Regions from separate parts of the Mus musculus genome. Here regions 2, 3, 4, 5 and 6 are each linked to region 1. A link is a contact called in public Hi-C, HiCAR-type and promoter capture Hi-C data. All regions are on one chromosome and are shown on one strand. Each heading gives the region's core, a stretch centred on a gene start, on an enhancer-like site or on the middle of the called end of the contact. The rest is flanking DNA. Distances are from core to core; before and after follow the strand shown. Region 1 holds the start of Arrdc3 (arrestin domain containing 3). Region 2 overlaps Mef2c (myocyte enhancer factor 2C). Region 3 holds the start of C130071C03Rik (RIKEN cDNA C130071C03 gene). Region 4 has its middle 6.2 kb from the start of Gm51268. Region 5 holds the start of Mef2c (myocyte enhancer factor 2C). Region 6 holds the start of Nr2f1 (nuclear receptor subfamily 2, group F, member 1).

Region 1 (4,433 bases), core at 1,539-4,038:
AGCCAAGACTGGACTTGAATCCCTGATACTTCTGCCTCTACCCCTACCCCCAAATCTAGGATTACAGGTGCCCCAACCATGCCTGGCTTTTAGAAACCTCATTATCAAGAGAGACTACTAGGTGACGGGAAGGGCAACATTCCCCTAGTACAAACTTTCAGTCAGTAAAATGTGAATTTCCTAGGAGCCGATTCCTCTTGGTGACTCTCGCCTTTAAATTACATATTGGCAACAACAAGCCAAGCCAACAAAGGGGGCAGAAGATGTACTTGACAGGAGGAGAGACTTAGCAGATGAGTAGGAGGACAAAGCATATGAGATGTAGGCTGGGTTGCAGCAGGAAAGAGCCTTGGTGTGAAGATGAATAGCTGAAATCTAAATCAAAATACAATAGTGTCCCAGTGAAACATCAGAGAAGCCCAAGATAGCACGCCACAACCCAGCACTCCCAGCTGTCTCAAGGGGAGACATTTTGAGTCTGCAAATGCAAAGTTATTAAAATCAAAGAGAAATAACATACAAAATTTGACCTAAGCATAACATTTCTTTTAGAAATGAAAATATACACAAGTACTTAGAGGTACCAGCATATTTGTTTGTTCGTCATGCTTTTGTGGCTTCAATAACTAGGAGGGGAAAGCCAAATGAATCAAATATACTTGTTTACACACTTGAGGAATACTATGTAACAAAACCTCAAAAGGAAAAGGGGACCAAAGGGAAATAAATGCAACATGGGTAAAAATTATTGGTTAAGGTTTAGCATGTGTCCATTACTAAAGTCTTTGAGAAGTCACATTAGACTAATAGCAAAGTAAATCTAATGAAGCAAAAGATCCTAGGAGCATCAAATAAAAGAGGGAGCAATACAGGGATGGTGTTGATTCCCCATTAGAAACTTTACAAACTACAAACAATACTAGGATCCTTTTCCATTAAATGCAATTCTCAGGCTCTTACATAGTGATCCTTAATTTTCAGAAATGTGATACAGTTCACAGCACCCACGTAGCCACGTTCACATCTATAACTCCAGTAACAGGGAGTCTGAGGCCACCGATCTTCTGGCTTAACAGGTTCCAGAACACACAATGCGTGCTCTTACATAGATATACATACATAAATAAAATTTAAAAAATAATGTAAATTCTCGTTGTGCCCACTTTTAACTCCACTCCTTGCTCAATCTTCTGTGGTGTCTAATGCTGAAATCCACCTCATACTGAAGGAAACTTGACATTCTAGCAAAGACGTGGCTGTTACCACTAGGGGGAGAAAAACACCAATAGTATTTGTTACCAACCCTTAGCCCAAGGGTTAGACACTTTACCTGGATTATCCACCAGGTGTCAACCAAGAGAAGAAAGTTGCCCCTACCCCCCACCCCGGACCAAATACACAGATGTGTAATTTTATGCATAAAAAGCTAAACTCTTCTTGGCTTTTCCAGTAATTATTCTTCACATAGTTATATTTTAGGTTTTTTTTTTCAGTTCAAGTGTCAAGTTCAATCTAACTAAACATGTAGATTTTTTTTCTTTTTTAAATAAAGAAAACAGCAAGATGAATGTGTTTAGTTTGTTGTGATTCGACCTATCCAGATTTATCATTCAAAAAAAAAATCTAATGTTTAACTATGGACAACCAACCCCCCACATTTTTTGGTTAGGCATAATACAGGATTTTATAACATAGCCCTGTTATGAGGTTATGTTGATTGTTAATGATCTATTACCCCCTAAATCCTGGTGATGTTTATGACTGAGTATTTTACTCAAGGCATTAAAAAAGGAGAAATGTGCCTGTATTTAAAGATGCAGCACGGCAATTAGCATGTTGAATTAAAAGTAAGGCTTAACAAAATTAAGCCTCACTTATATAACAAATCATACTTAAAAACCAAAAACCACCTTATATGCTTTCCTAAGGCTTTTCAGTCTGTTGTAAACAATGTCAGCTAAATGACTATGTTCAAACCGCCTCTTATGAGGTGGTAATTAGGGGTGTGAGCTCTATTCTTATTCCTGATACAGGAGTTGTAATCGAGTCATTCCCTGCAAAAGGAGCAAAAGGTGATGTCTTGAAAAAGGACTTTTTCTCCCTTCGAGGAAGTGGTCAGGCCTACACACTACACAGACAACTTGATTGGGTTTGATGCTGTAGGAGCTGAAGACGGGAGCTGCCTGGAGCATTGTTCTTTGGCTCCTCAGGCCTTGGCTTAGTCCATTGCCACCCAGCCTACAAAGTCCTGCTTGCTTTTGTTATTTCTATCCAAGTCAACAACGCTTTCTTCTATGAACAATATTTGTCTGCTTTTTATTACGTTTCTTTTGAAATTCATTAGCTCAGACTCGGGCCACCAACCGCTTGCCCAACTGGTTTCTCCCCTTCCCCCACGGCTCGCACGTCCTCCGGGTCCGCGGCCCAGGCGCACACTCCTGGCCTGGCGCCGCCGGGTCCCTCTGCTCAGCTCCGGGAGCGCGTGCGGGGCCGGCGCTGCGGCCGCGGCGGGGGTGGCGGGGGTGGCGGGGGTGGCGGGGGTGGCGGGGGTGGCGGGGGTGGCGGGGTGCCCGCCTGCCAATCGCAGCGGCCCATGCACCGAAGTCGGCGGCGCCCGCTCCACACCTACTGTACCGGGAGCGTGCGGCAAGAGCCGGGCGCGCGCCGCGCGGGAGGGAGCGCGCTGGAAGGCTGGCCGCAGTCGCAGCCTGCGCCTGCGCACTAGGGTTGTTTTTCACAAAGCTGCTCTTAAAGTGAGCTGGCAGCCTCCAGCCGCCCGTCTTTGTAAGGAGACCACTGAGACGAGCAGGAGCGTGGAGCAGCGGCTTCTCTGCTGCCCTGACTTTTTAAGAAATCTCAATGAACTATTTGTAGACAATCACTGATCCTGCCTGCATGATTTTTTTTTCTTGCACGGCAAAGACACCCATCAGTGTTAAGTGAAGATCACATCTTATATGCGATCTTGACTTTTTTTTTGGTCTTACATTATATTTTTATAGATTTTGTTATAATCATGGTGCTGGGAAAGGTAAAGAGTTTGACAATAAGCTTTGACTGTCTTAATGACAGTAATGTCCCCGTGTATTCTAGCGGGGACACTGTCTCAGGAAGGGTAAATTTAGAAGTTACCGGGGAGATCAGAGTAAAATCTCTTAAAATTCACGCAAGAGGACATGCGAAAGTACGGTGGACGGAATCAAGAAACGCCGGCTCCAATACTGCCTATACACAGAATTACACTGAAGAAGTAGAATATTTCAACCATAAAGACATCTTAATTGGGCACGAAAGAGGTAAGTTTTTAATTAGTCACTACATTCGACTTCTTTGCATGAGAACTTTAATCTCATTTAGTGCAGTTCTAATCGGCAGTTTGTTAAAGGTTAGCAAACTTAGAAGCTGTAGTTTCTCCTTGACGTTCAAGCGTGTTAAGCCTTAATCCATGCAGGCGTCTGCAAAGTGAGTGCAAACTGCACTTAACTACATCTGTAACCGGCTTCATATCTGCCATACGCACCTTACAACGTGTTTAAATGTGACTCCGTCGTTTTACTAATATTTTCAAATTCATTTGCAAAAGCTGCAGTCCGATATTGGATTTCCTTTATTTTACAATCTTAGATACAGAAATGAGCTCCAATAAAGAACTGTAGTGACATTTAAGAAGGTTGCTAGATGTATCTGATTTTGATATTAACGTGCAAACGACTTTGAGGACTTGATTATTGTTCTTTGATAAAGGGCTTCCATCCCTTATTTTGACATATGGCACCAACACCCCCACGTGTTTTCCCCCTATTTTTCCCAATTCCCTTTAAAATGTACATCAAGCATCGTTTATTTCAAAGAATAATGTCTATCATTATGCAAACTATTAAGTCAGTTTTAGAAGCCATTCGGGGTCAGTGATTTTCTTCTCGGAGCATCATGTCTAACTTTGGAACGTGGATTCAATGAAACCCATGGCAGACAGATGGAATTGAAAAGTATATGACACATCGGATTTGGGTTTGGGGTATAAGACGAAGATTGAAGCATTGTCAAAGGGAGAAGGGGTCCTGAGATTTGCAATCTGTTGTTTAAGTGCCTACATTGTGGAAATACAGGCGACTCCAAGCTTGTTTTTCTAAGTTTCCACCCTTTGTTAGAAGCGGTTCAATCCTGTTTCGGACCAGTTCTGGGGGATGGTGAGGAGGGGCGCTTGTTCTCCTCTCAGCAGATTGGTTACACGCGTCAGGTGGTGGCGATGACTTAATTCCTAGTCCAAGAAGAATATAATGTTAAAACTGGTTATGTAATTTGTTTCTCCTTTCTAATGCAGTATTTTAGTGCAAATACTGGCGACTTTTCAGATAGAGGAATACTTTGTTTTTTTTTAATATCTAAAATGTACATCCTAGGGAGACGTTAATTGAACTTAAGGCAAGTGG
Region 2 (4,577 bases), core at 1,179-3,678, 2.8 Mb after region 1:
TTGTTTTATTGGTACAGTTGGCCACCAAAGTATAATGATGATCCAAATAGAAAAATTTCACAAGTAGCGTAACGAGGAGAGACCCTCAGTGACTAAGTTTAACAAGTCATTTATTGCATCTTCAGTTGTTACTTCCTGTTCCCTAGTAACTTACTTGTTGGTGCCATTTCTGAGCAACTCCTAACCCTCTAGCTTACTTTGCATGTTTCTCCAATATATGAAATGTTACACAAATGACCCACCACGTAGTATCACTGCCTCTAATTGCAGCAGAAATTTGGAGTAGGGTTAGTGCAATATAGACAGAAGTTATCTGAAAAGCACCATGAAACAGTTGCCACTGTAGCTTCTCCTTAAAAGACAAATTTGAATGAAACAGGAGAGTGAACACTGCCAGTCCTTGAATTAACAGAGCAAAGACTCAGGCATGTTCAGAGGATGTGAGACTGATGGAGGCCATTGGAAATTAGGTTAGACATCATGAGTCGACTATAGAAAGCCATGAGAGACAGGCAGGTATACTGATTCAGCTGTGTTGAACAGTACTTGGAGAATCAGAACTAGACACAATGATGTCCCCAAGTGTGCTAGCTAACATCACACATGTACAAAGAAGCTTGCATACAGCTCAGACTTTACCGGAGCTGAATTTAGGATATGGAGAGAAGTCCTTCAAACAGAAAATAAGGAATGGTTGAAGGACTTTGAAAGACTTGGTCAAATGGGGATTGAAGCCTACAGAAAAAAAAAAGGTTAAAAATAAAAAATGCAAGCAGCCTTTTTTTCATAAGAAATTTGGACAAGATTTGGTATCTTGTAGAATATAGAGATGGAAGGAAGAGAGCAAGAATTAACAAGCCCAAATATTAGCTTCAGCTTTGTGCTTATAAATATTATGTGCTTTTATTTATAATTGAAAGTTAAAACAAGCAAAGAATAAATGACAAGGCTCCTAATGCCTAAGCGTCCAAGAAAGTTGTGGCCCTATGGGCTCAGAGGAGAGCATGCTCAACAGAGCACTGTGCAACAAAGCCAAGAACCTGCCTCATAACGTTTGCAGCCAGGAGGGTGTTCTCTAAATTTACAGCTTCCTAAAGTAGGAGTGAGTAAAATCAAATGAAGTAGAAAAGGCAGAAAAGTGCTTTTAAGTTAACTGTGGGGAAAAATTACCACTATATTTGAAATCTTGACTATTTACACTGCTTTCATTGTTTATTAGACACTTGTAGGAGCAGAGGTAGAATCTGTTATCCTTCACGTGACTACATCATAAAAGCCTAAATTGGTTCATAAGAAACAATATTTTTAATCAAATGAAACTATAAAAGCTTCATTGAACTCTAAAGTCACTCTGTACCTCATTTTCCTATAATGTATAATCAGGAAATCCATTTACCATACGTTATAATTTTTGTCCTTTCAAGTGGTCAGAAGAATGTGACATCTGCATACGGTCACGTCTAAATTGATAATTGTCCCAGTAGAGTATAATTTTGAAACATAGCATCAAGAAAGTTGAATCTGTATATTAGAAGGTTGTCGAGAGGTGGTGTTTCCCACCTCCTGGGTCCCTGAAGTTAAGTGTGGCCATGCTCTCTGGTGAATTTATCTTAAGGTGGGCCCTCAGCCTCCACACAGGCCAAAGCATTCTGAGCGAAAAGGAGGCTGCGGTTTCCCAGCCAACTTAAATGCAGGCTCTTCTTAGCAATGAGCCACACACATGCATTCATCATTGACTTCCAAATGATAGGTTTCAATATCACTGGTCTAGGGTCCACAGTCTCACATTCCTGAATCTATATTATGCCAAAAGAATAACAATTTGGTGGCTGGAAACAGAAATGGTTATTATACTTCTCCAAAATGCTAGCTGGCACAATATTCTAAAAATAGCAGAAATTCACTCATAAAAAATAGCATTTATTTGTTCATAAAAAATAATTTTATGCTCCGAAAATATAAGTGTAAAAATGTCATGCTTAACTGCCATTTATCCTTCTTCTTTTGAAATTACTTGGCTAATTTTCCATTTGATTGTTTATTTAAACCAGATCTCACACAGGGTTAACATGTACATGACACCTTAAAACTATGGAACTAATCTTCTAAAATGGTGTAATTTCCAAATAGCAGCACATATTTCAAGAGAGACATAGAATGCTTTTGATTCCATTTTTTGCTTCTGAGGTGTTTACTGAGTGGAAAACCACGTATGTGTGCTTCCTTTTCCCCTGCTCACTGCCGCTCCAAAGCGCTGTTTTAAAATGTGGGCAGAAAGACTGGGGCTTTTTTTGGACTGTCTCTGAGTTTACCATAGAAAATGTTTTTGAAGAGACTTTTTTTTTGCACAGCCTCTGTGAAGCTCTCCACTTTCTCACACTGGCCCCGTGCTTGTCCTATCTTAGGACAGCACATGTCGTGAAGTGGTTTTACTTCCTTTTAGCAGAATTACTGCTCCATGCAAACCAGCACCAGCATCTACCCAGGCAGGATTTTAGTTTCTCATCCTTTCAGGCTTCACTGCCCTGCTTAACTGACATTTCTTCTTCTTCTTCTTTTGAAATTACTTGGCTAACTTTCCATTTGATTGTTTATTTAAACCAGATCTCACAGAGGGTTAACATGTTTGTGATGTGTGTCTGTGTGTGTGTGTGTGTGTGTGTGTGTGTGTGTGTGTCTGTGTGTGTGTGTGTGTGTGTGTGTGTGCGCGCGCGCGCACTCAAACTTCAGCAGGCAGGAATGCATGCTGCAGATATCTTGGTCTCCTCCTTTCCTTTTCGTGTAGGGACTCTACAATTCTGTTAAAGGCCCTAACACAAAATAACGTTCCAAGGAGACCCATTAAACACAGAACTCCTCTGTGCAGCCTAACTCACCCATTATCTTTCTTACAGAGTACGATTTGTTTATATTTCTTTTAGTGAGAAAGGGTAAATGTATTGTTTCAAGTAAGAACTTTTACCATCAAACACTGTCCAAATTAACTGTAACAGATAATTTGGGGTTTGACATATTTTCCTAGCTATAATTTAGCAACTTTTCTTGATGTTTTATTATAGAAGACTAATTTGTATTCAAATTCGGTGCAAATTTCTTAAACAACGACTTTGTAGTTGGCACTTGTTTTGGGGATGTTTCATTTGTTTTATTTTCATTTTGCCTCAAGATACTTGTTAATTTTTACCATGATCCAGTTGCAAGATTGAACCTTGCGAGTTTTTATATATTCAGCCTATTCATTTATTCATGAAACAAAGCAGGTAAATGAATTGGATATGAAGAATAAGTGTGTTTTGGACCACATGACCCAAATATATTTTAATTCAGAGAGTCCCCAGTGGGACAGTTTGGGAAGAAAGGAGCCAACGTGGGGTAGAAGGAACAAGAGAAGGTGAATATATTGAAGTGCATTGTGTAAGTGTGCGAGCATGTCATAATGAAACCATGACTTCATACAATTAGTATTGGCATAGCAAAACATTTCTGTAAGTATCTCTTTGAAACATGCTTGTGCGTTCCCCTCCCAACTCCTTGTTTTCTTTCTGAAGCTATTGCCATAGACTCAAGAAAGATCCATACACATAGGCTTTTCCAAGACCACCCTTTCCAGTGTTGCAGATGTCTAACCATTCAGGGACCAGTTTCTATCACTGTTCTGAAACTGGGTAGTCTCTACTTCTAACATATCATCATAAAATTGGAAGTCCCCACTGACCATCTTCTCCAAAGAGCACCTACGAAGAGAACCCTGTTTTCACTGGCTCCTTTGTAAGCAGATCCCTCCCAGTTTTCTTAAAGATGCTGGGTAAAATCCTCCCTCAGCCTGCCTCTTACCCAGTTACCGAAGTCAGCTGCCTAACTTACCTCTTCTTCTCATTTGTTGAAATACACATTAGTTCCTACCTCTTCCTAAACTTGCATTAGGTAATCTCTTCTCCCATAGATATTGAATAACATATAATCTATATTATTCTACAACCGTTTTGCCCTTGGTTTTTTTTTTTTTGTTTGTACATGTTCCATAAGTGTGCATTGCTTAACTGCAAAGAAATCTCAGAGCCCTCCAAGGCTGCCTTTGCCTTCCTGCTGAGAAGCACATGGTCTCCTTCTTCTAAGAGTAATAGATAGTTGTGTTTTATAATGATGGTAATAATGAATATAACAATAAAATTAACCATCTCCTTTAATGGTACTTGGAAGACGACTGGCTAGTTTTCTAGGAAGCATTATTGAATCCAGCAGTGGGTTTCTCCTATTATCCCTCAGGAAACCAACAGATAGCTTCCCAGGTTGGCTCCTACTCCACTTCAAGATGCCTTTCCAACCAACGCCTCAGCTGCTCCTATCAGTGAGGGTAGTGCGTTTTAAAAGTGGAAAACAGAGGCTTTCAAATACCTACTTTGTTAGTAGGAGGCTAAATATCAGATTCTGGAAGAGCCTTAATTCTTAGCGATTAGTGAACTCTCCCTGTGTCTGAATGAGTCAGCACTTGCCTGGAGGCACCATGGTTTCAGTGCCTGAGGACTGCCACTTTTGAAGATTCTCAGGAGCAGGAAGTGTGCAAGGCTTCAGGCCAT
Region 3 (4,252 bases), core at 1,698-4,197, 2.8 Mb after region 1:
AGACACCACTATTTTCGGGGCAGGTATAACTCTCTACATGAATCTCAATTTTAGGTCTCTCAGGCCAGCTGAATACTGGTAGCAACAGTGGAGAAGAGTCTAACATAAACCTTTCTCCTCAGTGAGAGGATTTGGAGAGAGAAACCTTTTTCCTCTTCCTTCTCTTCCTCCCAGAACCAGGTCACATTTCCAAGTCTCTCCTGGAAGCCACACTCCCAGTGCCAGCTGCACACTGCCAGACATACCTTGGGGCTTTCCTGACTTCCTCACAGAAAGTTCCACAGCTTGCCAACAGGCAGCCTGTGTGTCTCTAGGATGTCAGCAGCTATCTGGTGTCTACTTTAAGATGTCTAGCCCGTTTTGTGAGTGTGTATGAGCAAATCTGACAAGGTATACAAGTTAAAAGGAAAAACTGAAGTGCAATCTATGAAGTTGTCTATCTCAGGTATTAAGAGAAGTTTTTGCAAAGAGAAGTTTTGTGGAGACCTTCTTAAACCCAGCCACAGCTATCTTTGGACTTTCTCTATGTCTTAAACATCTGTAATCTAAACCTATGATTGTCACACCCTTCTGCCTCCTCTGGCAATGTCTCATAATTTCAAACAAAGGCAGCCAAACATCTACAATTAGTATTCAACAGGCAAAGGTGGTTAATTATTGTTCGCCTGTTAAATGATGACATATCATAAAGGCTCTATCTCTGGCCTGTCGTTGCACTACAGTCTGAATGCTGTCCTTCTACAAACACTCACTTCACAATGTTTGGGAGATGCTATGGGATGGTGAACTTTTATCCTTGCATGCCGGATCCATATCAATGCAGCTTTGTAAGTCTGGGAGGGCACCGCTGTAGCCAGGATGTTTGTTCTAGGCAGCGTGATGCCGACGACGCACAGGCTGGGTTCTGGCTCTGTGCTCTTAGTTTGTTTTCTTGTTTGTGCTCTCCTAAACAACCTTGAAAATCCCAGACAGGGTGGTGAAATATGACCTTCACTTTATATAGTTCATAGCCAGCTCGTTCTGCTCAAGGAAAATATATTTATTTGCCTTCAACTAACTTAATTTAAAAAAAAAAAACCAACTTCGTTTTCCATTTTACTTTAAGCCCACGGTAGGCATAAATCAGCAACATCTTCTAACTGTTATCCTGAAATAAAATTTGGAGGTAAATGAGTCCTTATACCAGGTGCTAAACAAAATAATGCCTGGGAAATTCTTCCTGCCCTATGATACGTGCATAAAGTCCAGCAATCGTAGCCTCTCAACTAAGTATACACACCCATAGTGCTGCGATCCATTTGGTAGTCTCACTGTAATGGCAGAAAGGAGATGGTTACCGCGACACCATTGCTATTATTGAAATTAAACAGCTTTGGAAGATATAATTGCTAATAAAAGGCTTCTTCTCCACGCCCCTCAAGGGTTTCCTCCCCCCTCTGACATTTTATGACGCGCCATTCAGATGAATGTAAGTAGAATTATGTGGAACCTAGCGGCCTACTGTACAAGGTCGCATCTAGAGATCAGCAAGGAAATGAAGATGGGGGGGGGCTCACTGTGTTTAGGTATGATTGTCTGAGAAAAAACGCACTCGAGTGTTTAGATATCGATGTTTTAAAACTTTTTCTCTTTATGAATTTTTCAAACCGACCGCGTGCACCCTCCGTGACTCCCCCGTGTCTGTGCATTAAAGGCGTCCATGAAATCATTGTATGGGGCTGGTTTAATGCGGTTAACAGAGAACTAAAGGGTTGTCTGTGTCGGAAAGCACGGTCCCATTTCTAATCCCATCACGTACTGAAGCGGTTTTGTGTGAATCTGTGGCTTCCACCTTTATCCACCCTGGATGTTCCTACTCAGGAAAACCTTTCCAACCGCTCCCAACTTCGGACGGTTGGCAAAATATCTTGTTTTCTGCCCTACTGATTGCTTTTCATTTTCAGCTTATTTTCATCTTACTTAACAATAATAAATGATCCTTGCAGTGTAAAACCTCAGTTTAAATGATCCGTCGTGCTCCAGCCTCGTTTTTTTTTTTTAAACTTCGAAATGTAATGTCAAATACGTTTAACTTGCTCCTGTCTTCAAGATGCAGGAGACCAAAACTACTTTTGTGCCAGATTTTACCTTCTTTCTTGCTCAGAACGTGCACTGCGCGCTTATATACACACATGCGTTCACGCGTGAGCACAAACACAAACGTACACACCAATACACACACATATAGAGAGGGGGAGGGGGGAGAGAGAGAGAGAGAGAGAGAGAGAGAGAGAGAGAGAAAGGAAGGAAGGAAGGAAGGAAGGAAGGAAGGAAGGAAGAAAGAAAGAAAGAAAGAAAGAAAGAAAGAAAGAAAGAAAGAAAGAAAGAAAGAAAGAAAGAAAGAAAGAAAGAAGAGGAAAGGGCATAGAAGAGGCAGAGATGCCCAGAGGCAAGCGGAGAGTCGGGGCTCCGCTTAACCCGGGCATTGGGAAAGCGGGGCTGGAGGTGGAACAGGACTCAACCGACCGCAGCCGCTCAGGCCACGGCGTTAAGCCGCCAGTGAGGGTGAGGATGCCCTGCGGGCTTCCGCACTTTTCTGAAACCAAACAGGATGGCTAGGCTCCCCGGCTGAAGTAAAAGTTCCGGAGGGTTTGAAGGCCGTGGAGAGTCACCTCGCCCGAGCAAGGAGGCTGCCTGGGGAAGCGGCCTCGTGGGCTGGCTGAACTGGGTGGAAGCCCTCGCAGGGGGTCCTGCGGTGCTAGCTTTTGTACCGCCCCGCCTAGGCCAGTCCGGAGCTGACGCACCAGCTCCCCAGAGACGCTGGGGGCGTCGCACTGCAGCTGGGTGGGGAGCAATTTATTCCTGGCGGTCACATCCCACCCCATCTTCTGTTACTCCACCCTACCCCTCCCATCCCTCCACCTCTTCCTCCTCCTCTTCTACCAACGCCCGCACTATCTTCTGGTTCTTCTCCTCTTCAACCTCCATTCTCCCCCTCTCCCTTCTTTTCCTCTCTCTTTCACCCTCCCCCACTCTTTCGTGTCTCTTTCCTCCTCTGAATAACCAAGCTGTTTTGCTTCCGAAAGTAGAGAGAGAGGGAGAGAGAGAGAGAGAGAGAGAGAGAGAGAGAGAGAGAGAGGAGAGAGAGGCCTTGCTGTGAATGGAAGACAGGAGGGACTCTGGTACATCTGGGAGTGGAAACTTGATGCTTCTGGGCTGTGATTTGCCAAGGTCTCGCCAAAGGTGAGTACTCTGGGGGCCCGAAGAGCTCTCACTTGGAAGGGTCCAGACCCCGCCCAAATCTGAGAGTCTGGTGGTAATCAAACAGCGGTTAAAACTGGGATGGAGTGAAGGTCGGGGAAGGGCTACAGCGTAAGGGTTCCAGAATAAATGGGTGCCAGTGCGCCTTGTAGCTAGCTTGTGGCTCAGGCTCCCGCCTAGGGCTGCTTCCCAACCTGCTAAGGTCATCCGAGACGGCTGTGACTTCTAGAGCCCTCTCCCTATGCGGACCTGCACCTCCGCTCCTTACATACCCTCGTTCAAGTGACGCTTTGGTATCAGGAAGTGAGAAAGTATTCTTCTCTCAGACCTTTAAAAGGGAAAGTTTGGCAAGGTGGGCGCTCTTTGGTTCTACTATCCCCTCGATTCTAACCTAGGATCCCTAGATTGTACAGGATATTGTTATTTTCCTTTTATAAAGAATGACTTTAACGAAAATTCGTATGTAGTCAAAAAGATTATTGGATCACCATGACTGATCAGCTGCTGCTGACCTACCAATAAGCGTTATTTAAATATACACGCACATTCGTGCGTGCCCCCTACACGCAAACACACTCGGGGGGGGGGGGGACGTCTATATGTAATGAGTAAGACAGCTCGAAGTTACCAAGAATTAAGAGGGAATCAAAAAGGCTTTTAAGTGTTATGTATGCATCTTCCATTTGTGTGCAGATTGGGGTGGGGGGGTGCCTGTCTGTTGCGTGTGTTGTCAGCTGGTTCTAGTTTCTAAGCACTGAGTGTTGCCAAAGGCTGGAGCCAGCACCCACCATTCACCTTGGCACCCTAGCGGCAGAACAGGACTCATTTGTTTGGTGCCAAGAGGTGAGGACCTGGAAGAGACTGGGGTGTAGTTAGGTCGGGGGGGGCCCCCTGCCATCCATTACACCTGCGGCAGATGGCTCAAGTGGTAGAATGGTTTTGTTTGCCAGAATCAAGAAGGGAGGAGGAGAAAATTCAGCCTCGCCCTACTGAAAAGAAGTACAGTAAAGAG
Region 4 (4,196 bases), core at 807-3,306, 2.9 Mb after region 1:
AACAGTGAAAAGTCACTCAATAATCAAATTATAAGGCATATATCATTAAACACAGAAAAAAAAAATCCAACCCAACAACAAAGATAGAAATTGAATAGAAGTTAAAACATAGATATATAGAAGATGTCTATAATCTTGGCAAAATAGGCATGAGTATGTTTTTCAGTGCCTTTCATTTTCTGAAGTTGCTATGAATATGTATAATAATAAAATAAATACACTATTTATATTAAAAATGGAATGCTTTTTTCAAAATAGCTTTTCTTCAGGTCTTCTTAAAGCATTACATTTTGTATTAATAGTGTTCTTTATGTTTATTTTAAGAATTTATATGACTTTCTTATTTGAAAATATGTAAAATTCTAATGTGATTTTGTGTTGTTTGATGATAATATAAAATTCATTTAAATAATGAGATGAGAATGCTTACATTTCAAATTGAAAACCACTTTCTATTCATAGACTACGTAAACATTTTAAGAACTTTTATGTTTAAAAGGGTGTTTTTTTTTTTTAAGTGGCTAGATGGGGGCTGGAGAGATGCTTCACTGGTTAAGAGTACTTGTTGCTCTTCCAGAGGACCAAGGTCCAATTCCTAGCACCCACATGGCAGCTCACAACCATCTGTAACTCCAGTTCCAGGACATCTGATGCTTTCTTCAGACTTCTTGGGCACCAGGCACAGACGTGGTACACAGACAAGCTTACAAGCAAAATAGCCATACACATAAAATAAAATAAAATAAAATAAAATAAAATAAAATAAAATAAAAATGAACAAAGTGGCTAGATAGTGAATAAAAACGATGTGCACATCTGTTTTCCTATGCGTAACCTGTGGAAATACCATTGTGGCTTCAGAACGTTGATACTTATTTCCTCCTCCTCCTCCTCCTCCTCCTCCTCCTCCTCCTCCTCCTCCTCCTCCTCCTCCTCCTCCTCCTCCTCCTCCTCCCCTCCTCCCCCCTCCTCCCCCTTCCTCCTCCTCGTCTTCTTCTTTTTCTTCTTCTTCTTCCTCCTCCTCCTCCTTCTTCTCCTTCTCCTTCTCCTTCTCCTTCTCCTTCTCCTTCTCCTTCTCCTTCTCCTTCTCCTTCTCCTTCTCCGTCTTCTTCTTCGATAGCGTTTCTCTGTATAGCTCTTGCTGCCCTGTAACTCCCTCTGTAGACCAGACTACCCTTGAACTCACAGATCTGCCTGCCTTTTGAGAGCTGGCATTAAAGGCATATGCAACTATTCCTGGAGGTCATTTTATATCCTCCAGTGACTCACATTTTCCTAAATTTGCTAAAATAAAACACACTATGTTATGTTGGATTCTGGGTGGTGGCTGTGAAATGAACGACAAAGAATAAATGTCCCTTGTGATTAAAAACTAGAATTAAAGTTGTTCAGTAAAAGATATTTGTAATACTAGGTCAATTGTCTTACCAGTACTTTGAGACTGTTAAATAGATCTTACAACAATGGAGCATGTAAGGCCGTTCTTCAGTGTCTCCGGATTAATGGATGGCTTTGTTATCCTGTTATTCTGTTCACCGCCCCCCCCCCGCCCCCTCCAAGTTAAACAAGCCGCAGCAGAATCATCCATTCCTATTTGCCTAGAGAACTTATTTCACCTTCTCTGCTCTACTTTCCTGTGAAATTAACCTAAAATACTGAATGGAAATTAAAAGCATATAGTTGTGATTGCTACTAAGGAATATTTGATTGTTCTCAAACAGGGCTGCAGGCCAGAGTTAGTAGACTACCTTAGAAAGATGATGGCCATCTTTTGAGGTACAAGCATGTGGCTTTCTGCTTTGCAGCCAACTGCCAGACCACAGGGGGTAGAGTTTAAAAAGTACAGATAATCGACTTTATTCAGAGAAACAGGGAGTTCTGAACCATATCGGGCTTGATGGTTTGACTGGATTTTAGCTCAGAGTCTGCACAACGCAGTCCAGAGATCTAAAAATAGCCAGGCTTCGCCTCTCAAGGTGCTTGGTGTGGGCGGTGTATGGAGCAGACAGCAGGCTGTGACTGGCTGCAGAACTGGCTGGGCCAGGCAGTGGCAATGGCTGAGGCTGCAGGTTCGCCGCTGGGCATCACAAGGCCCGTCAGCACCGGCCAACAGCCTGAGTCCTCCCTGAGCTGCCGCTACTCGCGGCGGGCGACAGAAAGCTAGCGTCTGATTGGTGTTTCCCGGGAGACCGGCTGCCCTAGCTGCTGGAGCTAGTGCGCCGGCGCGCGCGCTCCCGGCTGGTGCGCGGGAGAGGCGAGGGGCGCGCTGAGGTTCGGGTGACCGGGTGGGAAGTCTCCCTGGTTCGCGGAGCTCACGTGCTCGCACCCCGCCGCGGGAAGGTTGAAGACCCCACCGGGCTGTGTAGTCCAGGCCGCCCCTCCTCTGCCCGGCAGGCTGAGAGCATCTATAGGGGATGCTGAATGTGATTTGCTTGTCCCTTGGCAGGTTACCAGGGTCCTGGCCTTGCTTGTGCCTCTCCAGTGTTCATTTGCTTAGGAATCCTTGAGTTGTGTTTGCGGATAGGGTGGTGTTGGGGGTTAGTCTATTTTGGACAAGGGTTTCTGGCAGGCAGATGTTTTCTGCCCCAGAGCCTCTTACTTGTCTGGTCGGCTCTTTAGGGTTAAAGGGGTTCTCTACTGAGCTTTTCTACCTCTGCTTACCCTTGCCCTCAATAGTTCAGGTTTCATGATTGTGTCCCCTCTATCTCCTCATACTTTTTTTTTAAGTTAGTGGGTTGCTGCTGACAGAAAAGGATCCCTCAACCCTCATCAGAAAAAATTGGTACAGGGTGGTCCTGGACTTGGGTTCAGGGAGCACCCACTTAGGACCTCTCCAGGAGTCGCACCAACGAACCAACAGGAACTTGGGGCATCTTCACAGCATCAGATTTGCTGCAATTATTTATCTCTGTTGGGTGGATACAGTAGAACTTGCTCAGAGTTTACTTTAAAAAAAAATCGGGGTCTTAAGCACTTACTAAAGCCAGTTAATAACATCATGCATGGACATTTAAACTTGTTGTAAGATGCAGACAGGATTAAGGGGAAGTCACGCTGTGCGCAGCTAATGATACCATCTTAACTCTAACTGGCCTAAATCCACCTCCCTTGGCTCAGGTCCGGGTCTTAGACCCTTCGATGATCCTAAAAAAGAGGGAGGCCTTGGATGAGTGAACTGGGCAGACAATAGGAGCATCTTTAAATGTTGCTTTAGGTGACAGTCAATAGTCCTGGAAGGCTATGGTGGGTCTTACTGTTGGAAAATGAGCAAGACCACCAAGAGAAGTCCTAAGCACACTGGTGTGCTTGTTCATGTGATAATAATGACACACATCGAAGGGTATTGGCCAACTTGTAGAGCAGTTTTCATTTTGTTGTCCACAGGTGTGAAAGTTGTTGTATGCCCGGGGTGGGATGGGGTGGGGTGGGGGTGGGGCTTTCAGATCCCCCAAAATGATGACTTCCTGGTTGCCGGTCTATTTGTAGTGCCAAGGCCAGCTACTTTGAAAAAGATAATCCAGGGTAGTATTTCAAAGGTAAATTTATCAGAGTATTACTAATAACCTCTTGACATAAGTTTCAAATTGATTATTGTTTTAAAGGAGTTTGTGACTTTTATATGACAGGGCAAATTAGAAATAACCCTGGGAAAATGCTTCAAAAAATGCTGCGTTATTAAAACAGCTAACAATACCCATCTGGTTCTGTCACTAAGTAGCTGTCTGGCAGACTCCTTGTGTTTATGAGTTTCTTTAGTAGGCATATGCCTTGAAAAAACAAGTTATCAGGATAATTTTTAACTGTAGATTAGTTTTGGGCATTTAAAAAAATTTAAACCCTGCTTTTAACAAGGTTAAAATGTTTGTCTTTTATCATTAACTGCTAGTGTGAGATTGAAAATAACTGTAGTTACTGATCACTGTAAAAACTGGTGTAAACCTGCAAAATGGTGGCTAAGGAAGCACTGCAAAGGAAGGTAGAATGGAGAAGTAGCAAAACGGTAAAACGTCAATGCTTTCCCAATTATGTTACAAGAAACAAGTTGCCAAATATTAATCATAGCATCTTTTAAATCTTTGTCTTTTAGAGAAAAAAAATCTATCAACATATAGAATAAAATTTATTACTTTACAAATTAACCACATATATGAAAAGAAATATTTTCACTGAATAAATATCTCAAACAGTTTATATAT
Region 5 (4,325 bases), core at 1,018-3,517, 2.6 Mb after region 1:
AGCTTGTACCTCTAAACATGCCGTTCTGTTTATATAAACTCATGGTAGTCACACTTGCTATGTGAAAGAGGAGCAAATACAATATAGCATAGATACCATTTTCAAAAGCAGAACAAACAAAAAACCCACCATGTCACAAAGCTTGTGCTCTGTGACAGCTTGTCATGCTTTCCTGTAATAAAATCGCAGTACTAATTAATAGTCTCAGTGGTAAGGAGCCAGAGGTTTGAAGATTGTTCCCATGTAGTTTAACTTGCCTGTAAAAACAACTTTCTGCTTTCAAATGAAGCCTTCCTTCGGAGGGTGCTTAAATGTTGAGTCCACTGCTCTGATAGAAGCTACTAACTTCAAACAGCACAATGAGGCAGGAGGCTTTTTTGAAGCACAATGCCCCTCTGCATTAAAATAGTACTCTGCAGGCCTACTGGAGAGCTTCCCGGGAAATTCAGCCAGTTACTGGGTTAAACATATACTTTCGAAAATATTTTTAATTAGCTAGATATTTCTATGGGCTACTATTGTCTACTCTTGTATCTTCTACATTATAGTACTCTGTGAACTTTCTCTTCCTCTAATCATAGTATTAAAAATTAAATGTTCATATTTTACACAAGCTACAGTACTCCTGGCATGCAATCTTTCACTATTTTGAGAATGCATAGGGTTGACTTGTATATAGTTGATATATTTAATCTTTAGCTTTTTAGGTGTGGTCGTGATATCTAGTACCTTTTTTTTTTTTCTAAGTATCAATTCTTTGTTAACCTATATTTTTACTATGGAAAATTATTCGACAGCTTAAACCTTAACCTAAGAGTTCTTATCAGTGTCTGCTCCTGCTTCCTGTGCAGCTGAAACTCTTCAGGATAAGTGAAGTCACCCGCTATCTATCGGTCAGGGGAGCCTAATGCATTTGGGAAGTTGTTTTTGGTTTACTTGCTAATGACCTGGATAAAGTCCAGTAAGGTGTGGAGGGAAGGAGGGGGCATTCTCCGAGGAAGCTGTCCTCTCAGTAAATTTGTCCAGATTGATTCGAAAGTTAATGGCCCGGGGATAAAGTCGAGATTTCAAAAACTTGTAATTAATTTATTACTAACATTGGAGGATCCTTTCGGCTCACTTTCTAGCCTAGCCCTCCTGACTCTCAAGGCCAAAAGCTTTATACATTCTGGGCGGGCAGGAAGCGCACGCTGGGATCGAGGCTTGCAGACATCCTGGATCGTGGCTTTTACGCGTGAGTAACGGAGGCGCGCGCGGACCGGAGCAAGGATGAAGTGGCTACTGAGAATCTAAAGGGGGCGGGGGGGGGGGGAGTCACTAGAGCAGCTCTTAGGGTCGCGCTCCTATTGGTCAGAAGGAAGATCTCGACTTCAGAAGGACTTTCCTGCTAGCTGGCTTGCAGCCTCCCCGGGGGAGCGAGCGCGCAGGAGCCTAGCGTCCTCTGTAGCGGCGGGGAGAGAGGCAGGGAGCCGCCGCTCCCCGTGTTGTCTTCCCTTTCATGCAATAAAGAATTGTCATTAGGTTTGCGTATGGCATGTGCCATTACCCCACCGTAAAACTAAAATTAGCAAAATGTCAGGAATGGAAAGATTGATTCACCAAGATGCAATTATCATTTAAAAGTGCTTGATTGAGGTACTGATGTTCAGTGATTTATTCTGCATACCATATACATAATTAAAGTAGTGTAGTGGAGTAATTTATCAATCTAGTTGAGACTGGAGGGGTGAGGAGGGAGCTGCAGTATGTTTGTTTTATTAAAATGTTGCGAGGTTCTAGTCCCGCCCCCCTTTTGCAAGAGTGAAACTGATGATTTCCCCAGCTCGGGAGGAGAGGCAACGGTTTGGGCTGGTTGGGATAGAGAAACGGAAAGGAAAAGGCAGCGCCAGGCAAAGGCAAGAATAAAATGAATTGGGGGACAGGGGTAGCACCGGAGCGTACGTGCTGCTTAGAACCCCAGCCCCGTGTGCTCCGTCTTGCTTGCCGCCCCCGCGTCCCCTCCCAGTATCCTTACATTCCCCCCACCCCCCGCTCTTTTACACGACCTATCTAAGGCTATGAGCTGCTCTCCTTTTCCCATTCGTCTCCAGTCACTTCCTTCCTGGACACAGTTTTCTGGACGAGTCTGGTTACTTTTAATCCCACCGGCCACAGACAACCACTTTCTCCTCCTCTTCCACCTCCTCCTTCGCTTCCTCCACCTTCCTCCTCCTCCTCTTTCTCCTCCTCCTCTCTCTCCTCCTCCTCTTTCTCCTCCTCCTCTTCCAGCGGCTTCGGTGCGCGCGCGAATGCGCAAGCCCGCGCGCGCCTCCCCCTTGCCCCCCTCTCGCGCGCGCACACACGCACACTTCGTCTCCAGCTCTCTGCTCGCTCGCCTCGCAGTCACAGACACTTGAGCACACGCGTACACCCAGACATCTTCGGGCTGCTATTGGATTGACTTTGAAGGTTCTGTGTGGGTCGCCGTGCCTGCAGCTTTGAATCAAGTGGAGAAGCACTTCAAGGCTGGACAAAGTAAAGATTATTGTTATTTTTTTTCTTTCTCTTCCTCTCTTTTAAGAAAGGAAAATATTCCAAGGACTAATTTGGTCGTGTCTTCCTTCATGTAAGTACCTCTGACATTTTTCCAAAAGAATAGAAATAGCTTGTGTATTGTCTCTGAAATCTGCACCAATCTCTTCCAGGCACTGGGTCTATCTATCCAACTCCTTTCTGGAAGGCTTAAGTTAAGGCTTGTTGTGCATTCTTTTCTTTAGACTCTACGATTTCCTTGTGTGTGTCTGAAAGTAACTTTTTAGATAGTAGTATCCGTTTGCCATCTGCTATTGAATTCACATCTGACTCTTCCTGTCACATCAGTTTGTTTAAAGTTTCAAGAAGTTAGTTCCTGTCATTAGCATGTTTGATAGGGTGGAGAACGTGGATACTAGTGTATTTTAGGATTTCACAGACTGTTCTGTGACCTTGAAGTCGCTGTCTTAAAATTTAGCTCTTAGTTCACTGTGGAAAGATGTTCCTATGAGTTACCCCAAAGACTGGTTTTCCCTGGGTTTGGATTCTGAGCCACTAGTCCTTGGGATGACTTTAAGCTAAAGCAGGGCTGTCTGCCAGAGGCCACCTTTTGTGCATCCTCTTCCCTCATCAAAGTGCAGGCTTGAAAGAGTTTAATTGGTGGGGACCAGAAGCAGTTGCCCTGGCCATGGTAGTCTGTGCATTGCACAGTTCATGTTTGCATTTCAGCATGTGCACTGTTGTTTAGATCAAGGGAAATATTAAGCTATTTAAAAACAAACAAAACTAAGTCACTTAGCCTGCCTTCTGTTTGGACTTTGGATGAAAGTTACTAAACTAAGTGACAAAGTTGGCCGTAAAGGAAGTCTATAGAGACGGAGCACATTGCTTATTGTATTATTGTGTATTATGCAAGTGTTTGAGTGCAATGCTAATGTGACTTCCTTTCCAGAGCAAGGCTACCAATTCTTAAGGAAATTGTTATGTCTGAGCCATTTTGTACTGTTCTAGATGCTATGGTTATGAACCTTTTCCCTCACATTTTTGAAATGGATGTGATGTGTTCTGTATAAAACATTCAGGATGTAAATGCTGACAGTGTATGTAGAATCAGGCTGTTTGCCAGTTCTTTAACTGGTCCTTGGTGGAGAATTGCTTTAAGACAAAGTGCATTTTACTATCGTTAATGTGATAGTAACTCTAAGGGTAACTGCCTTATGAAATGCTTCGTGACTATATGTGTTCTCTAAGTGCTGTAAAGAAAACTCCAGTCGCATTTCCATGCCTTTCCAGAAGAGTGGCCCGGCTCCCTCCACAGGCACCTTGCAATGGAATTGTGTTGCAGAGTAAAAACGTTTGTGTGGGGCATAGTAATCCCCCTCCCCTAGAGATTTGCTGGGACTTGAAATGTGACCACCTGTGAGCCACACTTAACCTTGAAGCCATACCGATTTTCAATTTATAGATAAAATTTCTCATTTAATTTAAAAAATAATGTCAGTTTGGCTAGTCTTAAAAGTAGTTCAATATGTATAAGTATGGCACCAATGGTATGCTTGTGCAGCTATTGAGTCAATTACAAAAATGCAGGCAATAAACCACGTTATTATCATCTAGTATAAGCATATTAATTATTGAATTTAAAAGTAGCCCTAAAGCAAGTGCATGGCAGGTAAAATGAGTTGTCCTTAAGTCCCATCACAAGTGGGAAAAAAATTCCTGAAATCAATGAGGTTTTGTACTATTTAAAGGATAATACATTTAATCCTGTATCGGATTCTGATCTTTACTCTAAAAGTATTCATTGATGCATA
Region 6 (4,509 bases), core at 1,023-3,522, 2.7 Mb before region 1:
ACAACTCTAGGGAAAGTTAGGGCTACTGAACTGCCATCCCCCAACAAATTAGTAGAGCGAGGTCCATGTCCACAGAGCTGTCCTACCTCAGGCTCTACATCATTTTCTTTGGTTCTAATTCCAACAAGAGTTTCAGTGCGGTTTACGCTCTTTGAAACACAATGGTTAGAATACTTTTTCTAATTATAGTTTTGAACTTGGCAGTTATTTTTCAATTAAATGAGAGCACAATTCAAAGTTTTTTTGTTTTTTTTTGTTTTTTGTTTTTTTTTTTTTCAGATGCCTAAACAATCTCCCTGGAGCTAGCAATGGAGTCGTCATATTTGCCTTCTCCTTGAGATCTGAAGGAATTCAATTTCTTTTCTTGTGGCATATAAAATATAATTTTGAAGTCAATTACAAGAAGAAGTAATCTATGTTCTTCGAAATTGACTGGTTCACTAATTTGACTATAAGATATGTTTAATGATTGCCAGGAGATAAACTTTAACTATAAACCGCTAAATATATTTGTAAGAAAAGTGTTCCATCTCATGCCACATGAATATGAAGCATATCCAAATTAAACATCAAAAGTTGTGCTTAATAAAAAAAAAATCTCACACATCGATTAAATGATGCAGAAGCTCAAGCCAGCTGCAGTCTGTGCATTATAGCCAGATCAGAAGGATCGGTAAATGCCGTTGTAAATTGTAATTTGTATGCAGTATTTAAGCAGAGGGTGGAGTTTGATGAAGAAATAAAACGAGTATCAAGCTTTAAAAATGACACTACTATGAAAGCAGGGTTCAGTCACAAACTTTCCTTTCAAAGTATAGGGGTGAAAACAAGGCCACAGCTCGGGAGGAGGCGGCCCCAGATCCCTGAAGAGGAGAGGGAGCCAGTGAACAGGCCAGAAGCCCCCCTTCCCCCCTAATTAGACCTACAAGTGCAATAAATCTCACTCCTCTTTTTCCAAGCTAAGCTTCCTAAAGGATGGTGGCAGCAATGAATCTATGGTTCAGGGTCCTCCAGCCCCAGTCCTCTCCCATTATAAATAAAAGGTACGATGAGGCAGAGGAGAAAGTAGAATGGGAAAAACAAAAAAAACCAAAAAACAAAAACACACACGGAGAGAAACGGTTTTCTGCAGAAAATCATCACCCCTCCCAAGTTCATGCTAGCACAGCCCCAAGCATCCTCACACACAAGCGGGAACGAGACACACACGGAGCACATCCAACAGAGGAAGGGAGGGATTTTTAAGCTACAGCTCACGATCCCAGGGACACAATCTTGAGCAGGCAGCGGGCGGGGTGGAGGAGCCGGGGAGAGGAGCGCAGGGCGGGAGGGGGAGGCAGCGGCAGCGAGCTGGGGGGGGGGGGACGCTGGGGGAGGAAAGCAGCGAAGACTGGGAAGCCCGGACCGGCTGGGACCACAGAAGCCCCATCCCCACAGCCACAGGCACCAAGGCGAGAGAGAAAGAAAGAGCAGGGAGGCGGGCGAAGCGCAGGGAGAGAAGCAGAGAAGAAATATTCACCTTCCCGCCTCATGCCCACTTTGAGGCACTTCTTGAGGCGGCAGTATTGGCACTGGTTGCGGTGGTGCTGGTCGATGGGACAGTTCCTGTTGGCACGGCATGTGTAAGTTAAGTTCCTGCGGACGCTCCTCTTGAAGAAACTTTTGCAGCCCTCGCAGGTGAATTGGCCGTAGTGCTTGCCGCTCGACTTGTCCCCGCACACCACGCACTCGATGTGCTGCTGGCTCTGGCCTGAACCGGGCGGGCCCTGGCCCTTGTCCCCTGCCGTGCCGGGGGTGGCGGGCGCTCCGGGCTGGCCCGGGGTCTGCGGCGTGTGCGGCGCGCCGGAGCCCGCCTGCTGCTGCTCGCCGCCGCCGCCGCCGCGGGCTGCCTGCGCTGCGGGGTTGGGGCCGCCGGGGTTGCCCCCGGCCACGTCGTCCTGCGGATCTCGCCAGCTGCTAACTACCATTGCCATATCTTTGGGCCCAGGGAGCGCTGGGGGGAGCCGAGCTGCTCGCCGAGGGCCGCGGGGCGCGCGGGCGCGCTGGGAGGGGAAGGGGAAGGGGAAGGGGGGAGGGGGAGGGGGCGGGGGGCCCACCGGGCGCCCCGGGGTCGCCGGAGCCGAGCCCGAGCCGGGCACCGGCCTCTGCCTGCGCCGCCGCCGCCGCCGCCGCCGTTACTGCCTCAGCCGCCCCGCTGCTGCTGCGCGCCCGCCCGCCCTGCTGGCGTTTTGTTGTGGTTCCTGCTGTTTTCTTTCTCTCTTTTTGCAGCCCCCCCAGGCTCTCAGGCTCCCCCCCCCCAACACCCCTGCTCCCCTCGCCCGCTCCCCCCGCACTCCGTTCCTGGGGGGGCCTCTCTCTCTCTCCCCCCTCCCCACCCCCCAGCGAGCGAGCTCCCTTCTCTCGCTTTTTTCTTCTTCCCCAACTTGCAAAATCAGAAATGGCACAGGCGGCAGCCGGGAGCGGCGCGGGGCGCAGCGCCGGGGGCGGCGGGCATGGGCCACGGCGCGCGCACACTCTCGCCCTCCGCCTCGCCCGCACCCCCGCGCACACACACACTCGCACACACACTCGCTCACCCGCGCCGGGCGCCCGCCCGCCCGCCCGCCCGCCCGCTGGCCGCTGGCCGCTGGGGCTACGCGCAGAGCGCGGGCTGAGCCGACATAGAGGAAGCGGCGAGGGCGGCGGCGGCCGCGGAGGAGGAGGTCGCGGCTGCAGACGCTGCTGGAGGAGCTGGCCGCCGCTGCGTGCTCCGCTGGAGGAGCCCGGGCCCGGGCGGGAGTCCGAGCCGGAGTCGGGGCCGCAGCCCGAGAGCGAGCCGAGGCCGGTGCTGCCCGTGCCGCCGCCGCTGTCCTGGCGGGAGCCCTCGCCCGGTTTCAAGAGTGCGGGGAGCTGGGAGAGTCGAGCAGGATCGGGACGAAGCTGCCGGCGAGGATCAGGGCGCTCGGGTGTCTGGGGGCCAGGTCCAGGGCCGGACGCAGCCAGCCATTCAGGAAGGCAGCGCTGGAGAGCGGGAGGCAGCCGGCGAGGAAGATCACACACTTTGCTCTTTTTGTTGTGCGGGTGGCGCCGGGTTCTCTCTGCCTTCTTCTTTCGGGAGGTGACGGAAGGGGGAGAAAAATACGAGATAATTCACGCCAGCGACGAATTCACAGCGAAATAGGAAAAAAATAAAAATCAGAAGAAAATGCTTGAGAAAATAAGGAAAAAGAGAAAGCGAGAGAGACATCCAAAGTAGGTCGAATAAATAATCCTCTTCTTTTCCTCTTTCTTGCTTCTTCTGCTTCTTCTGCTATAACACACAGAGCTAGTTAAAAAACCCTGGAGATCGCCCAAAAATGTTCTTTTTTTAGTATTTTAAATAAGTGCTCTTCAGCTGGGAACCAACACCCTCCCTCCAAAAAAAATCATATATATATATATATATATACATACATATATATATATAATAACGATAAGAAGAATACTGAGGGGTGCCTCCTCCTCCTTTTTTTTTCAAGTTTAGTCTTCTCTCTTCTAGAGGAAAGGAGTGAAAGAGAAAAGGAGGGAGAGAAAGAGGAAGGGCGACAACTAGTAGAATATGTAAGGAAAAGAAAGGGGGAGAGATAGGGCAAGAGGAGAGTGGGTGAGAGAAAGGAGAGGAGGGAGAGAGGGGCGAGAGGAGAGGAGAGGAGAGGAGAGGAGAGGAGAGGAGAGGAGAGGAGAGGAGAGGAGAGGAGAGGAGAGGAGAGGAGAGGAGAGGGACCAAAAAATTGAATGCGTTTAAACGGGAGGACACTCAGAGCAATGTTTCCGAAAGGGGGATCTGCGCGAATGTCTGTATATAGTGAACTTTGACACTACTATTGAAACTGACACGTTTCTATGGAGATCTCTGCCTTATATGGAGCTCGTGTCAAGGAGCCAAGAGAAGGGCTGCTGGCAACTGATAATCAAAGGCGACTGACTGGTCAGAGCCCTGAATGGGGGGTGGGGGGGGGGAGAGAAAATGGGAGGCTAAGGTTAGCCAAGCCTCCTTCACGCCATTGGTTGGAAAGTCCTTTTCCCCTCCCCCCAGCTACCTACAGTCTGGGATGTCGAGGGGAGGAGAAGAGAAAGTGAGGGGGGGGGTGCTTCTGACAAGCATAATTTACATTGAGATCGCCCTGCGCTGCTATTTACTCTGAGACCTGATTAGTATGGGTCGTGTATGGTCACACACACACACACACACACACACACACACACACACACACGAGGGGAAAGGGATGATGAGGGGAGAACGCGTTGTGATGGGAAAAAACGAGGAGAAAGAAATTACTGTATATCTTATGAAAACTTTTCAGAATTAGGTTTTATGAGCGTAAGGAGTGGCACTGAAAACGTTAAGAAAAAAATTAATGAGGAAAAAAACTCCATCATTTTAATGATTTGTGAAGTCTACTTGGTTTAGAATCTTAGTTCACATTCAATATAATCTTAGTCTGTATCCCGCTCATTTTATATAATTATGAAAAGCCTCCTCATTTAAAA

Evidence for each region. Promoter capture Hi-C pulls out the DNA fragments that hold promoters and counts their contacts. A called contact is a pair of places that touch in the nucleus more often than the background predicts. HiCAR-type assays count read pairs that join an accessible place to other places.
Region 2: a promoter capture Hi-C map of pre-B cells shows a contact between it and region 1, with 9 times the contacts expected there. The contact joins the enhancer-like site here to the promoter of Arrdc3 in region 1. A contact is called at or near these places in 3 of 39 promoter capture datasets (the C10 cell line, hippocampal neurons and pre-B cells), 2 of 115 datasets of contacts at active chromatin or transcription factors (astrocytes and embryonic forebrain) and 1 of 9 other capture datasets (liver).
Region 3: a HiCAR-type map of astrocytes shows a contact between it and region 1, with 2.8 times the contacts expected there. The contact joins the promoter of C130071C03Rik here to the promoter of Arrdc3 in region 1. A contact is called at or near these places in 4 of 39 promoter capture datasets (cranial neural crest, embryonic stem cells, hippocampal neurons and 1 more), 6 of 484 Hi-C or Micro-C datasets (brain, cardiomyocytes, cerebellum and 3 more), 4 of 115 datasets of contacts at active chromatin or transcription factors (astrocytes, embryonic forebrain, forebrain and 1 more) and 1 of 9 other capture datasets (adipose tissue).
Region 4: a contact with region 1 is called in a Hi-C map of rod photoreceptor, with 18 times the contacts expected there. The contact joins the enhancer-like site here to the promoter of Arrdc3 in region 1. A contact is called at or near these places in 3 of 39 promoter capture datasets (cranial neural crest, embryonic stem cells and pre-B cells), 3 of 484 Hi-C or Micro-C datasets (embryonic stem cells, olfactory sensory neurons and rod photoreceptor), 4 of 115 datasets of contacts at active chromatin or transcription factors (embryonic forebrain, embryonic hindbrain, forebrain and 1 more) and 1 of 9 other capture datasets (adipose tissue).
Region 5: a contact with region 1 is called in a promoter capture Hi-C map of pre-B cells, with 6 times the contacts expected there. The contact joins the promoter of Mef2c here to the promoter of Arrdc3 in region 1. A contact is called at or near these places in 2 of 39 promoter capture datasets (the C10 cell line and pre-B cells), 3 of 484 Hi-C or Micro-C datasets (B cells, cardiomyocytes and uterus), 5 of 115 datasets of contacts at active chromatin or transcription factors (astrocytes, embryonic forebrain, embryonic limb bud and 2 more) and 1 of 9 other capture datasets (liver).
Region 6: a contact with region 1 is called in a promoter capture Hi-C map of hippocampal neurons, with 6 times the contacts expected there. The contact joins the promoter of Nr2f1 here to the promoter of Arrdc3 in region 1. A contact is called at or near these places in 3 of 39 promoter capture datasets (cranial neural crest, hippocampal neurons and liver), 2 of 484 Hi-C or Micro-C datasets (cerebellum and cerebral cortex) and 3 of 115 datasets of contacts at active chromatin or transcription factors (astrocytes, embryonic forebrain and large pre-B cells).

What each region holds. Positions count from the first base shown.
Region 1 is chr13:80,880,634-80,885,066 of GRCm38.p6, forward strand. Arrdc3 (arrestin domain containing 3) reads left to right here and starts at 2,789. Exons shown (of 8, transcript NM_001042591.1): 1 at 2,789-3,296. The coding sequence starts at 3,017.
Region 2 is chr13:83,647,588-83,652,164 of GRCm38.p6, forward strand. All of the region lies in intron 6 of Mef2c (myocyte enhancer factor 2C), which reads left to right. It overlaps Gm52044 (a long non-coding RNA gene), which reads right to left. Exons shown (of 3, transcript XR_003950630.1): 3 at 1-4,577. Among named protein-coding and RNA genes, the nearest start is that of Gm52044, 12 kb to the right of the region's middle. Within about 2 kb of position 2,429, at least 70 of the 459 cell types and tissues checked have an H3K27ac peak or open chromatin away from gene starts, as enhancers often do. A contact at or near this core is called in pre-B cells, where this site is marked.
Region 3 is chr13:83,718,434-83,722,685 of GRCm38.p6, forward strand. C130071C03Rik (RIKEN cDNA C130071C03 gene) reads left to right here and starts at 2,948. Exons shown (of 4, transcript NR_152245.1): 1 at 2,948-3,222. Gm52046 (a long non-coding RNA gene) reads right to left here and starts at 3,222. Exons shown (of 2, transcript XR_003950632.1): 1 at 1-3,222.
Region 4 is chr13:83,743,000-83,747,195 of GRCm38.p6, forward strand. No RefSeq gene overlaps it. Among named protein-coding and RNA genes, the nearest start is that of Gm51268, 6.2 kb to the left of the region's middle. Within about 2 kb of position 2,057, at least 154 of the 459 cell types and tissues checked have an H3K27ac peak or open chromatin away from gene starts, as enhancers often do. A contact at or near this core is called in embryonic forebrain, forebrain, olfactory sensory neurons and 1 more, where this site is marked.
Region 5 is chr13:83,522,476-83,526,800 of GRCm38.p6, forward strand. Mef2c (myocyte enhancer factor 2C) reads left to right here and starts at 2,268. Exons shown (of 11, transcript NM_001347575.1): 1 at 2,268-2,605.
Region 6 is chr13:78,196,601-78,201,109 of GRCm38.p6, forward strand. Nr2f1 (nuclear receptor subfamily 2, group F, member 1) reads right to left here and starts at 2,273. Exons shown (of 3, transcript NM_010151.3): 1 at 1,520-2,273. The coding sequence starts at 1,973. It overlaps A830082K12Rik (RIKEN cDNA A830082K12 gene), which reads left to right and starts at 1,417. Exons shown (of 3, transcript NR_045195.1): 1 at 1,417-1,622.